Regions from separate parts of the Pan troglodytes genome. Here region 1 is linked to region 2. The links are chromatin contacts, called in public Hi-C maps. All regions are on one chromosome and are shown on one strand. Each heading gives the region's core, a stretch centred on a gene start, on an enhancer-like site or on the middle of the called end of the contact. The rest is flanking DNA. Distances are from core to core; before and after follow the strand shown. Region 1 holds the start of AGMAT (agmatinase). Region 2 holds the start of TMEM82 (transmembrane protein 82).

Region 1 (6,123 bases), core at 3,272-5,771, 160 kb before region 2:
GGTCAAGGCTGCAGTAAGCTGTGATCGTGCCACTGCACTCCAACCTGGGCGACAGAGTAAGACACTATCTCAAAAAAATGATATAGCTTGCTGGGCACAGTGGCTCATGCCTGTAATCCCAGCAGTTTGGGAGGCCGAGGCGGGCAGGTCACCTGATGTTGGGAGTTCAAGACCAGCCTGACCAACATGGAGAAACCCCGTCTCTACTGAAAATACAAAATTAGCCGGGCATGGTAGCGCATGCCTGTAATCCCGGCTACTCTGGAGGCTGAGGCAGGAGAATCACTTGAACCCAGGAGGCGGAGGTTGCGGTGAGCCAAGATCGCGCCACTGCACTCCAGCCTAGGCAACAAGGGTGAAACTCCATCTCAAAAAATAAAATAAAATAAAATAAATAAATAAATAGCTTGAGCCTAGAAGTTTGAGACCAGCCTGGGCAACACAGCAAGACCACGTCTCTAAAAAATAAAAATAAAAATAGACCAGGCGCAGTGGCTCACACCTTGGGAGGCCAAGACAAGCAGATCGCCTGAGCCCAGAAATTCAAGGTCCACCTGGGTAATACATTAAGACCCCGTCTTTGCAAAAAATACAAAAATTAGCTGGGCATGGTGACAAACGCCTGTAGACCCAGCTACTCGGGAGGCTGGAGTGGAAGGATCACCTGAGCCCAGGGAGGGCAAGGTTGCAGCGAGCCATGTCGGCACCACTGCACTCCAGCCTGGGTGACAGAGTGAGACCGTGTCTCAAAAATAAATAAATAAAAGAGGAAATTAGACAAGTTAAGAGCTACTCTAGGAATTGCCTTTTCAGAGTATTCTAGGAAAATGCCTAGAATAGCTCTGTTCAATAGAACCTTCTATGATGATGACAATGTTCTATCTGCACTGGCCCATATGGTAGCCACTATCCACATGTGACACACATGTGACATACATGTAGCTAATATGACTAAGAAACTGAATATTTTATTTTAATTAATTTGAATTTAGGCCGGGCGTGGTGGCTCACGCCTGTAATCCCAGCATTTTGGGAAGCTGAGGCGGCGGATCACCTGAGGTCAGGAGTTCGAGACCAGCCTTGCCAACATGTTGAAACCCTATTTCTACTAAAAATACAACAAATTAGCTGGGCGTGGTGGCACGCGCCTGTAATCCCAGCTATTCAGGAGGCTGAGGCAGGAGAATCACTTGGACCCAGGAGGCGGAGGTTGCCGTGAGCCAAGCTGGGCAACAAGAGCAAAACTCTGTCTCAAAAAAAAAAAGAATTTAAGTAGCCACATGTGGCTAGTGGCTACCTTACTGGACAGCACAGACCTAGGAAAGTATTCTTTCTGATAATAATAATAGTTAACATTTATTGAAGCTTAAGATATGCCATGCATAGGTCGGGCGCAATGGCTCACGCCTGTAATCCCAACACTTTGGAAGGCCGAGGCGGGCAGATCACCTGAGGTCAGGAGTTCGAGACCAGCCTGACCAATATGATGAAACCCCATCTCTACTAAAAATATAAAAATTAGCCGGGCATGCTGGCGGGCGCCTATAATCCCAGCTATTCAGGAGGCTGAGACAGGAGAATTGCTTGAACCCGGGAGGCGGAGGTTGCAGTGAGCCGAGATCGTGCCATTGCACTCCAGCCTGGGCAACAAGAGTGAAATTCTGTCTCAAAAAAAAAAGAAAAAAAAAAAGATATGCCATGCTTGATGCTGGGCATTTCATGTGCACTTTCATTATATGCCCCTCACAGCATGCAGTGAGTAGGTGTTACTGTGATCATTCCCATCTTACAGGTGAGGGTGTGAAGCATCAAGCTCGGTATACAGCAACATTGCTAGGGAGAAGTGCAGCTGAGACTTCAAACCATGCCATCGGGAAACCACACTCCTCTCCGTATGCCATGCAGGCTAGGCTCTCTAACTTGGCAAAAGTGAATTTGGATATTTAGGAAAAGATCCCTGTCATTTTAAGTATTTGTGAACAAGAGAAAAAGTGAGAGTGGGTCAGGGGTGATGATAAGGGGAAAGCTGCCCTATAGGTTGATGTAGACCCTGAGCAGGACAAAAACACCCTCTTTGCAGTCCTCCTCGCAAATAAAGTCATTAGAAACATCATCTTGGCCGGGTGCGGTGGCTCATGCCTGTAATCCCAGCACTTTGGGAGGCCAAGGTGGGCGGATCACTTGAGGTCAGGAGTTCAAGACCAGCCTGGCCAACATGGCAAAACCCCGACTCTACCAAAAATACAAAAATTAGCCAGGCATGGTCGTGGGCGCCTGTAATCCCAGCTACTTGGGAGGCTGAGGCAGGAGAATTGCTTGAACCCAGGAAGTGGAGGTTGCAATGTGCTGAGATTGCACCACTGCACTCCAGTCTGGGTAACAGAGTGAGACTGTCTTACACACACACACACACACACACGTGAAATATTCTCTCCCCAGGGATTAAAATAAATGAATTACAATGCTCTCTTTCCTACTGTCTGCACATTTGCAGTGGCTTGCAGGGGAGAAGTAGCTGTACTCAAGCCCCTGATAAGTAAACCCTGAGTGCAGGGAACTACTCTGGCTCTTGCAGACTGACATTACCCAAGGTCAGAGGAATACAGCCAGCTGCTACAATTTTCTCATAGGCCTCTTGAATTCGCCGGCAGCTGTCCTGAAGGTTGTAAAGATTGACATTCACATCGCCTAGGTCTGCAACCATGAGGGACTGGAAGGGGAGGGCCCCCGTGCTAGGATTGACTGTCCGAAGCATCACTGATTCTTCCCGGATGCGGCGAGGTCCGAATCTGCAGAAGGAAGAATCATCCTGTCAGCCACCATCTGCAGAGATTTCAGGCTTTGCTTAGGCCAGGGCTTCTCAGCCTCAGCAATTTGGGACCAGATGATTCCATGTCGCGGTATTGCATAATGGAATGTTTAGCAGCATCCCTGGCCTGTACTCACTAGGTGCCAGTAGCACCCTTCCTCCAAGGTGTAACAACCAAAAACGCCTCCAGATACTGCCAAATGTCCCCTGAGTGCAAAACCGCCCCACTTGAGAATCACTGATCTAGGCTATATATCGAAGAGACTAAATAAGTGTACTAAATGGCATTAGCCAATTTCATGATCTACCTGAGTCTCAGTTTCCTGATTTGTAAAATATTTACCTTGCACTGTAGTAAAAATTAAATGAGGTAATCTATGCAAAGCACCTTGCACTTAGGAGACATTTAATAAGTGCTGGCTTTCATAATTCAGATCAGTACGGTCAGATATAGTGTTGCTGAGCTGAATCAGAAATTGCTGACGTTCAATAACTAGGAAGATGAATTTTGCTTCCTTCGACTTGATCCTAGGAAAATTGCCTTCATTTGAGCATTTCTTGAGTCAGGTGACATCTTCAGATTTGGGGAAGGGGCAGCCAGTTTCTGCTCTCAAATGCAATGTCACCTGCCACTGTAAGCTGGGGAGAGGAGAGGGGAGGAATCCACAGCAGCCATCCCAGCAAGGCCCCAGGATGGGGACACAGAGAAGGTTCAGGCTCCAGAATCCCTTCTTTTTTCTTTTTTTGAGACGGAGTCTCACTCTGTTGCCCAGGCTGGAGCGCAGTGGCGCAATCTCAGCTCACTGCAACCTCCGTCTCCCGGGTTCAAGCGATTCTCCTGCCTCAGCCTCCCGAGTAGCTGGGATTACAGGCCCGCGCCACCATGCCCGGCTTTTTTTTTTTTTTTTTTTTTTTTTTTTTTTTTTTTTTTTTTTTTTTTTTTTTTGTACCTTTGTAGAGACAGAGTTTCACCATGTTGGTCAGGATGGTCTCAAACTCCTGACCTCGCGATCCGCCCGCCTCAGCCTCCCAAAGTGCTGGGATTACAGGCATGAGCCACCCGGCCGGCCAAAATCCCTTCTTGACCAATGATGACACTAAGCTGTGGGAGGCCACGCCCATGTTGAGCCCTGGGGGTTGCTTATTGAGGGTCCAGGGAAATCAACCATCTCAAACTATAAGGGGCATTTTGGAGCCGGCCACCAGCTTCCAACTCGACCCGGGGCCAGCAGGGGCGCCTGTCTCGGTGCTTTCCATGCCCGACAGCCAGCAAGCAGTCCCTCCACGTGTACCCGGCCCCTGTCCTTCCGGCCTTACCTCGCCCCAGGCCGGTTGGAGGTCCCAGTATCCAGGGGCACCCCGATGAAGGCAGCGTCCAGCCCCTCGGGGGAGGTCTGCACCGGCAGGCGCATCATGGAGCAGACGCCCACCGGCCGGGCCACGAACTCGGGGCTGGGGGGCTGGTTCCGGGGCGCGTCGGAAGCCTGGCGGCTCTGGCGGCGCCCCGGGTGAAAGAGCCCTGCGGCAGGACGCGCGCCCACGCCGGGCCCCGGGCCCCGGGCGCACCCGGACGCCAGCAGCCTCAGCATTGCCGCGCGCGGCCAAGACCTCACCGACCAGACCGCCCGCGAGGCCGCCGCGATCTGGCTGGTCCCGAACGGCGAGGCGAGTGTGCACGCGCCAGAGCCGGAACCCGAGCCGGCTCAAAGGTCAGGGGCGCCCTGGGATCAAGGCGGGGGAGGGGCCCCAGGGACCTGCCGTGCTCTCCCCTCAACCCCTCTGGACTTCAGCCTCTGGCAAATAGAGTCAGGCTGGGGGTGCCCACTGGCCAGCACTGTGCCAGCGGTGTCTGCGCCCTGCTCCCCACTGTGGCCTTCAGCAGCCTCTTCTCCCATTCAGAGTAATTCTGCTTGTTTTTATAGAGACGGTCTCACTGTGTTGCCCAGACTGGTCTCCAACTTCTGGACTCAAGTGATCCTCCCACCTTGGCCTCCCAAAGTGCTGGGATTACAGGTGTGAGCCACAGCAGCCACCCCAGAGTAATATTTTTAAAGCCAGAAAGATATGAAGGAAAATGATCTTTCTCTAAGCCAGAAAAATAGGAAATGCATTTTTTTAATAATGTATTTTTAAATGTCCAGGGATAGGAATCTCAAGAAGCAGTAAAGTTAGTTAGCTACTTAGCTAGCTAGCTAGTTATTTTGAGACGGGGTCTTGCTGTGTTGCTCAGACTGGAGTGCAATCATAGCTCACTGCAGCCTCAAACTGCTGGGCTCAAGCAATCGTCTCACCTCAGCCTCCCGAGTAGTTGGGACTACAAGCGTGAGCCATCGCGCCTGGCCAGTAAAGTCTTTTTAAATAACCTTGTTAAAAAAGGACTAGAGGCCAGGGGCGGTGGCTCACACCTGTAATCCCAGCACTTTGGGAGGCTGAGGCAGGCAGATCACGAGGTCAGGAGATCGAGACCATCCTGGCTAACACGGTGAAACCCCATCTCTACTAAAAGTACAAAAATTTAGCCGGGCATGGTGGCGGGTGCCTGTAGTCCCAGCTACTCGGGAGGCTGAGGCAGGAGCATGGCATGAACCCGGGAGGCGGAGCTTGCAGTGAGCTGAGATCACGCCACTGCACTCCAGCCTGGGCAACAAAGCAAGACTCTGTCTCAAAAATAAATAAATAAATAAATAAATAAATAAATAAATAAATAAATAAAGGACTTACAGGCAAGCTGTAAGGAAGGTCACAGTGCCAGAGAACCTGCTACATCCTCTTTATTTCTAAGGGGAAAGAAAAACACACTGTGGAAAGAAAGAAGTGATTTGTAATGGAATTATGTGAGCCATTTAGCGGTATTATATATATTATTTTTTCTGATCTCTAAATGTTGAGATTGAATGGAAAAGGCTCACATTTGCATTTACGTTGCAACCTCTACACAAAGGTTGCACATTAGGCCAGGCGCGGTGGCTCACACCTGTAATCCCAGCACTTTGGGAGGCCGAGGTGGGCGGATCATGAGGTCAGGAGATGAGACCATCTTGGCTAACATGGTGAAACCCCATCTCTACTAAAAATACAAAAAATTAGCCAGGCGTGGTGGTGGGCACCTGTAGTACCAGCTACTCGGGAGCCTGAGGCAGGAGAATGACGTGAACCCGGGAGGGCGGAGTTTGCAGTGAGCCCAGATCGTGCCACTGCACTCCAGCCTGGGCAACAGAGCAAGACTCTGTCAAAAAAAAAGGTTGCACATTAAACCCCACACCACTCCAGCCTCCACTCTGCAGGTCGGGACAGAGTTTCCTAATGGTCAATTA
Region 2 (5,615 bases), core at 2,252-4,751:
TGAGGACAGCTGGCTGGTGGCCCTGGCTGGGGGCATGATCAGCAGCATAGCCGTGGTTGTCGTCATGACTCCCTTCGATGTGGTCAGCACGCGGCTATACAATCAGCCGGTGGACACAGCTGGCAGGGTGAGCAGGGGCGGGTCTAGGGGAGACCGTGGGGAGCTGGGAGCACCCTCCCAACACACACGCACACACACACACACTCTCACACACTCACACTCACACATGCACAGCCAGAGACACGCAGACACAGGCCAGGTATGCAAACACATTAACTGGGCTTGTTTGCTGAGCCCCCGGGTCCCAGGCACAGGCTAAGCACTTTCACATCTGGATTTTATTCCATCCTTATAATCACATTCATCTTCCTGATGAGGAAACTGAGGCTCAGACAGATCAACTGACTTGCATGAGTTCCCCCAGCCGGTAAGGGGAGGAGCCAGAACTGGAATTCAGGCCTGACCCCACAGCCTTCCCGTGGTGCCGCAGCCTCACAGGTGTGTCCAATACAAAGGTGCTGTCCATAGGGTGTGTGGGGGTGAAATTGACCCGTGTGCCAAGATGTGGTGCCAGCCAGGGCCTCGAGGCCCCTGTAGTAACACTCACCCCATGTCTTTCCCCAGGGCCAGCTCTATGGGGGCCTCACCGACTGCATGGTGAAGATCTGGCGGCAGGAGGGCCCCCTGGCACTCTACAAGGGCCTGGGCCCCGCCTACCTGCGCCTGGGCCCCCACACCATCCTCAGCATGCTCTTCTGGGACGAGCTTCGGAAACTGGCTGGGCGGGCCCAGCACCAGGGCACCTAGACGACGGCCCTCACCCCCACGTCCTGACACGGCCGGCACTTGGCCGGAAGTGAGGGCCTGCTCCAGGACAACTGGCTGTCCCAGGGCGGGCCATGGGCCCAGGCCCTGCCAGAGGTCCCGGGAGAGTGTGGACAGCTCTGGTCCATCCAGCCCCTTGGCCCACCCAGGTCCAGAGCATCCACTTCAAGTTACCACCCATTCTGTCTTCCAGACAGTTCTCTTCCTTCTCTGTACTGCGTACTGGGTCACCACATCCCAGAGCCTTGCTCAGTTATAGCAACTGCTGCGGGCGTGCACACGGCATAGGCCCAGTAACTTACATACATCGGCTCACTTAGGCCTCAGACAGCAGCACGAGGCAGGCACTTTTACTTCTTTTACCATTAGAAAGCCAAGGCCTAGAGTGGTGGTGGGCTTTGACCACAGCCACACAATTTTGAAGTGGCAGAGCCAGGACTGGAGCTCAGCCCTGCTCACCCTAGACCTATGCGCTTGGCAAGTGCATGACTGTGACAGGCCCATGGGCCCGGACTGCCCACAGGGGTCACTGTGCCATGGCAAAGGCTGGGGAGCACCAGGAGGCTGTGGCGTCGTCACCTGCCTTATTTGCTGGAGATGCTGTAGCAGAGAACCACAGACTGGGCGACTTAGACAATAGAAATGTATTTTCTCACAGTTCTGGAGGCTGGATGCTGGAGACCAAGGTGTCAGTGGGCTGGTTTCTTCTGAGGCCTCTGTCCATGGCTTACAGATGCTGCCTTCTCTCTGTGTCTGCACATGGTAGTCCCTCGATGTGCGTCTGGGTCCTGATCTCCTCCTCTTATAAGGACACAAATCTTGTTGGCTTAGGGCCCACCCTCATGACCCCACTTTAATTTTTTTTTTTTTTTTTTGAGATGAAGTCTCGCTCTGCCACCCAAGCTGGAGTGCAGTGGCACGATCTCGGTTCACTGCAACCTTGGCCTCCTAGGTTCAAGCAATTCTCCTGCCCCAGCCTCCTGAGTAGCTGGGATTACAGGCGTGTGCCACCACACCCGGCCAATTTTTGTATCTTTAGTAGAGATGGGGTTTTGCCATGTTGGCCAGACTGGTCTCGAACTCCTGACCTCAAGTGATCCACTGGCCTTGGCCTCCCAAAGTGCTGGGATTACAGGCATGAGCCACCTCACTTGGCCCAATTTTAACTTAATTATCTCTGTCAAGAGCCTATCTCCATATACAGTCACATCCTGAGCTACTAGGGGGTAGGACTTCAACATGCACTTCTGCAGGGGCCGCAGTTCAGCCAACATCATTTTTTTTTTTTTTTTTTTTTTTTGAGATGGAGTCTCGCTTTGTTGCCCAGGCTGGAGTGTGGTGGTGCAATCTCGGCTCACCACAACCTCCACCTCCCAGGTTCAAGTGATTCTCCTGCCTCAGCCTCCTGAGTTGCTGGGACTATAGGTGTGCGCCACCATGCCCAGCTAATTTTGTATTTTTAGTAGAGACAGGCTTTCACTGTGTTGGCCAGGCTGGTCTTGAATGCCTGACCTTGCCGCCCGCCTCGGCCTCCCAAAATGCTGGGATTACAGGCGTGAGCCACCGCGCCTGGCCTCAGCCAACATCATCTAAGGGCTCTCACGGAGGGCCTCCCAGCTGCCCGCCCTGTGGTCATTTGCACATATCCTGACAAGCCTGAAAGAAGCTCCGGGTGCCCATTGTTCAGTCCAGGTGCCCATTGTTCCCGGGACTGAGGCCCGGGAAAGGGAAGCGATGTGGCAGGGCCAGCAGCAGACCCTGGGCCTTTCTCTAGACTGAGCACCACTCCCCATGGGTGTGCTCTCAACGCCACACCGACCTTCACACTGCAGAGATGGATGCCAACTCCCTGGCAGGGGCAGGACTGCTGCCGAGCAGCCCCACCTGCCCTCCCAGCCACACCCCAAGTCTGTAAGTGCCGCTCCCAGGAACACCTGCTACTGCACACTCCAAACCAATAAAGTTTTATATTTTGTTTACTTCAACGACCCTCCTCTGTGGTGAATCTCAGTCTCCCCCATCCCTGACCCCCACCTTCTGCTCCCTCTGCCCTTTCTGTTTGTGAAAGCAGGATGGGAGCCGTGGTCCACCTGTTCAGCTCCGCCCTGCTGGACCCAGGTGAGGCCTGCCACCTAGTGGACCCAGGGAGGAGCATCAGGAAGGGCGGCCCCGGCCTGTGGGAGGAGAAGGCTCAGGCAGGCTCGGGCGGCAGGAGATTCCACACCGAATCAGAGCCGGAGGCTTTGGGAAGCTGGAACCAGACCTTACAAAAAGCAGGCAGAGCTGACCTCCTGGCTGTGGGGGAAGAGAGCCCAGACCTCAGGCTGAGAGGGCACAGCTGATCTCTGGCTATGGGGGGGATAGAGTCCCTACTCTCAGACCCTGGGCTGAAGGGTCAGAGCCCACACTTCAGGCTGCAAGAGGACAGGACCCACACCTAAGGCGGGGCAGGACAGATGGAGCCTGGGACTTCAAAGGGGCATTGGGTGGTTCAAGCCCTCAAGGAAGATTGCTTTTTTTTTTTTTTTTTTTTTTGAGACAGAGTGTTGCTCTGTTGCCCAGGCTGGAGTGCAATGGTGTGATCTCAGCTCACTGCAACCTCTGCCTCCTGGGTTCAAGCCATTCTCCTGCCTCAGCCTCCCAAGTAGCTGGGATTACAGGTGCCTGCCACCACGCCCGGCTAATTTTTTGTATTTTTAGTAGAGACAGGGTTTTACCATATTGGTCAGGCTGGTCTCAAACTCCTGACCTTGTGATCTGCCCACCTTGGCCTCCCAAAGTGCTGGGATTACAGGTGTAAGCCACTGCGCCTGTCCTCCCTCAAGGAAGATTTCAAGTAAAGTGGATGCCAGACTTTAGCAGGGACAGAGACCAGAGACCAGCCCAGAGACACCTGTCCCTTCACCCCACACTGCCCAAATGGGGAGCCCGGGCAGCAGCTGGCTCCAGGCACCCCGTGTGCCTGGAGCTGGGACCTTGCCCTTCTGGGCCTCGAAGGGTTAACACCCCTGGCTCTCCTCCCTTCCCCTCCCCTGGGCCTTTGACCCCTCCCAGCCTCTCTCCTTCCCTCCACTGACACCTTTGCCCAGTGACGTTGGTCTGTCCTTGCGCAGACCTGGCCGGAGGCTGGGGCTCCTTCCAGGGCTGCCATGTTCTCTCTTCCATCCCTCCCCTCCTGGCTCCCCGGCCTCCCCTCCCTCGAGTGGGGCTCTAGCCTCCTCGACTCCCTCCTGCAAGGTGAGCACCTCACCCCATTCCTGCCTTGGCCCCGCCCCCTTCCAGCTCTTTGCAGTGCAGGGTGGACCCCACCCACCTGGTCTCCCGACACCCCTGCCCCTTGGCCGCCCCCTCTGACCCTACCAACGAAGCCTGCCCTCCTAACACCCCTGCACGCTGCCTCGCTGCCTCCCTCCCACCCCCTCAGGCCTGATCGGGGCCCTTGGAGTCTTGGTCCTGAACAGCCTCCTGAAAGTTTACTTCTTCGTGGGCTGTGCCAAGTGAGTGCCCACCTCATCCCCCCAGGGAATGTGGCTGGGGGCACGGGGACCCCCACCAGGGGTCGAAGGTGGCAGTTCTGCACCCCTGCCCACACCCATTCTGTCCCCAAAGTGACCCGCAGCGGCGACCCGAAAAGGAGCGGCTTCGGGCCCAGTGGGCCTCCCTGGAAACGGTGCACCTGGCAGGGCTGGCCCTGTTTCTGACGGTCGTGGGGTCCCGGGTGGCTGCCCTCGTGGTGCTCGAGTTCTCCCTCCGGGCCGTGTCCACGCTGCTGTCCCTGGGCAAGGTGAGGCCTCCGGGAAGGCAGTGGGTGGATCACTCCCCAGCCCAGGGCCCGGACTCACCCCCGGAATGTGGGCAGCAGGGCCCAGGTCCAGCATCCCAGCCTCTTCACCGTATTTTCCGTAAGACTGAGAACAGAGGCTGCAGGTTGCACCCTTGGGTTTGGTTGCGGAAGGGGCCACACTCACAGTGGACACAGTCCCAGTCCCAAGAAGACAAGAGTGACAGTTTCTGTAGATCCGGCCCCCCAAATGCCAGGCCCTGCGCCGAGTGCACCGTGTGCATCACGTAATCCTCACAGCCACAGGGGTAAAGGTTTGCTCTGATTCCCCATTTCACAGATGGGGAAACTAAGGCTCAGAGAGTATGTGGCTTGTCTATGGTCAACAGATAGAGTCAGGCTTTGGACCCAGGTCTCTGAGACTCTGAACCACCACCCTTCAGCTAACAGATGGGCCCCAAGTACTAAGACATGATTGAAGGCTGGGCGTGGTGGCTCACGCCTGTAATCCCAGCACTTTGGGAGGCCGAGGCAGGCGGATCACCTGAGGTTAGGATTTCGAGACCAGCCTGGCCAACATGGAGAAACCCCATCTCTAAAAACAAAAACAAACAAACAAAAAAATTAGCTGGGCATGGTGGCGGGTGCCTGTAATCCCAGCTTCTTGGGAGGCTGAGGCAGGAGAATTGCTTGAACCCAGGAGGCGGAGGTTGCAGTGAGCGGAGATCGAGCCACTGTACTCCAGCCTGGGTGACAGAGCAAGACTCTGTCTAAAAAAAAAAAAAAAAAAAAAAACCCATATGATTGAAATTAAGGTGAGAGAGATGATCCCCTAGGGCTTCATCTGAAGCCGATGTGGCCCCTTCGGGAACCATCCCCAAGGTCCCTTCAGGCTCCGGCTTCCTGTGGTGGGCAGCACCTGTGGTGAGGCAGCCCCCACATCTCGGCCCCTCTTCGGCACTCCCCGCAGGGCTCCCAGGGTGCCACCGAGAGGCTGCAGCTCTACCTG

What was found. A called contact is a pair of places that touch in the nucleus more often than the background predicts.
Region 1: a Hi-C map of stem cell-derived neural progenitor cells shows a contact between it and region 2, with 3 times the contacts expected there. The contact joins the promoter of AGMAT here to the promoter of TMEM82 in region 2. A contact is called at or near these places in 2 of 7 Hi-C or Micro-C datasets (induced pluripotent stem cells and stem cell-derived neural progenitor cells).

What each region holds. Positions count from the first base shown.
Region 1 is chr1:215,619,536-215,625,658 of NHGRI_mPanTro3-v2.0_pri, reverse strand. It overlaps AGMAT (agmatinase), which reads right to left and starts at 4,521. Exons shown (of 7, transcript XM_001149966.8): 1 at 4,127-4,521; 2 at 2,587-2,789. The coding sequence starts at 4,398.
Region 2 is chr1:215,457,544-215,463,158 of NHGRI_mPanTro3-v2.0_pri, reverse strand. TMEM82 (transmembrane protein 82) reads left to right here and starts at 3,501. Exons shown (of 6, transcript XM_016954690.3): 1 at 3,501-4,062; 2 at 4,250-4,322; 3 at 4,435-4,609; 4 at 5,577-5,615. The coding sequence starts at 3,975. SLC25A34 (solute carrier family 25 member 34) reads left to right here. Exons shown (of 5, transcript XM_524516.6): 4 at 1-127; 5 at 625-2,810. The coding sequence ends at 807.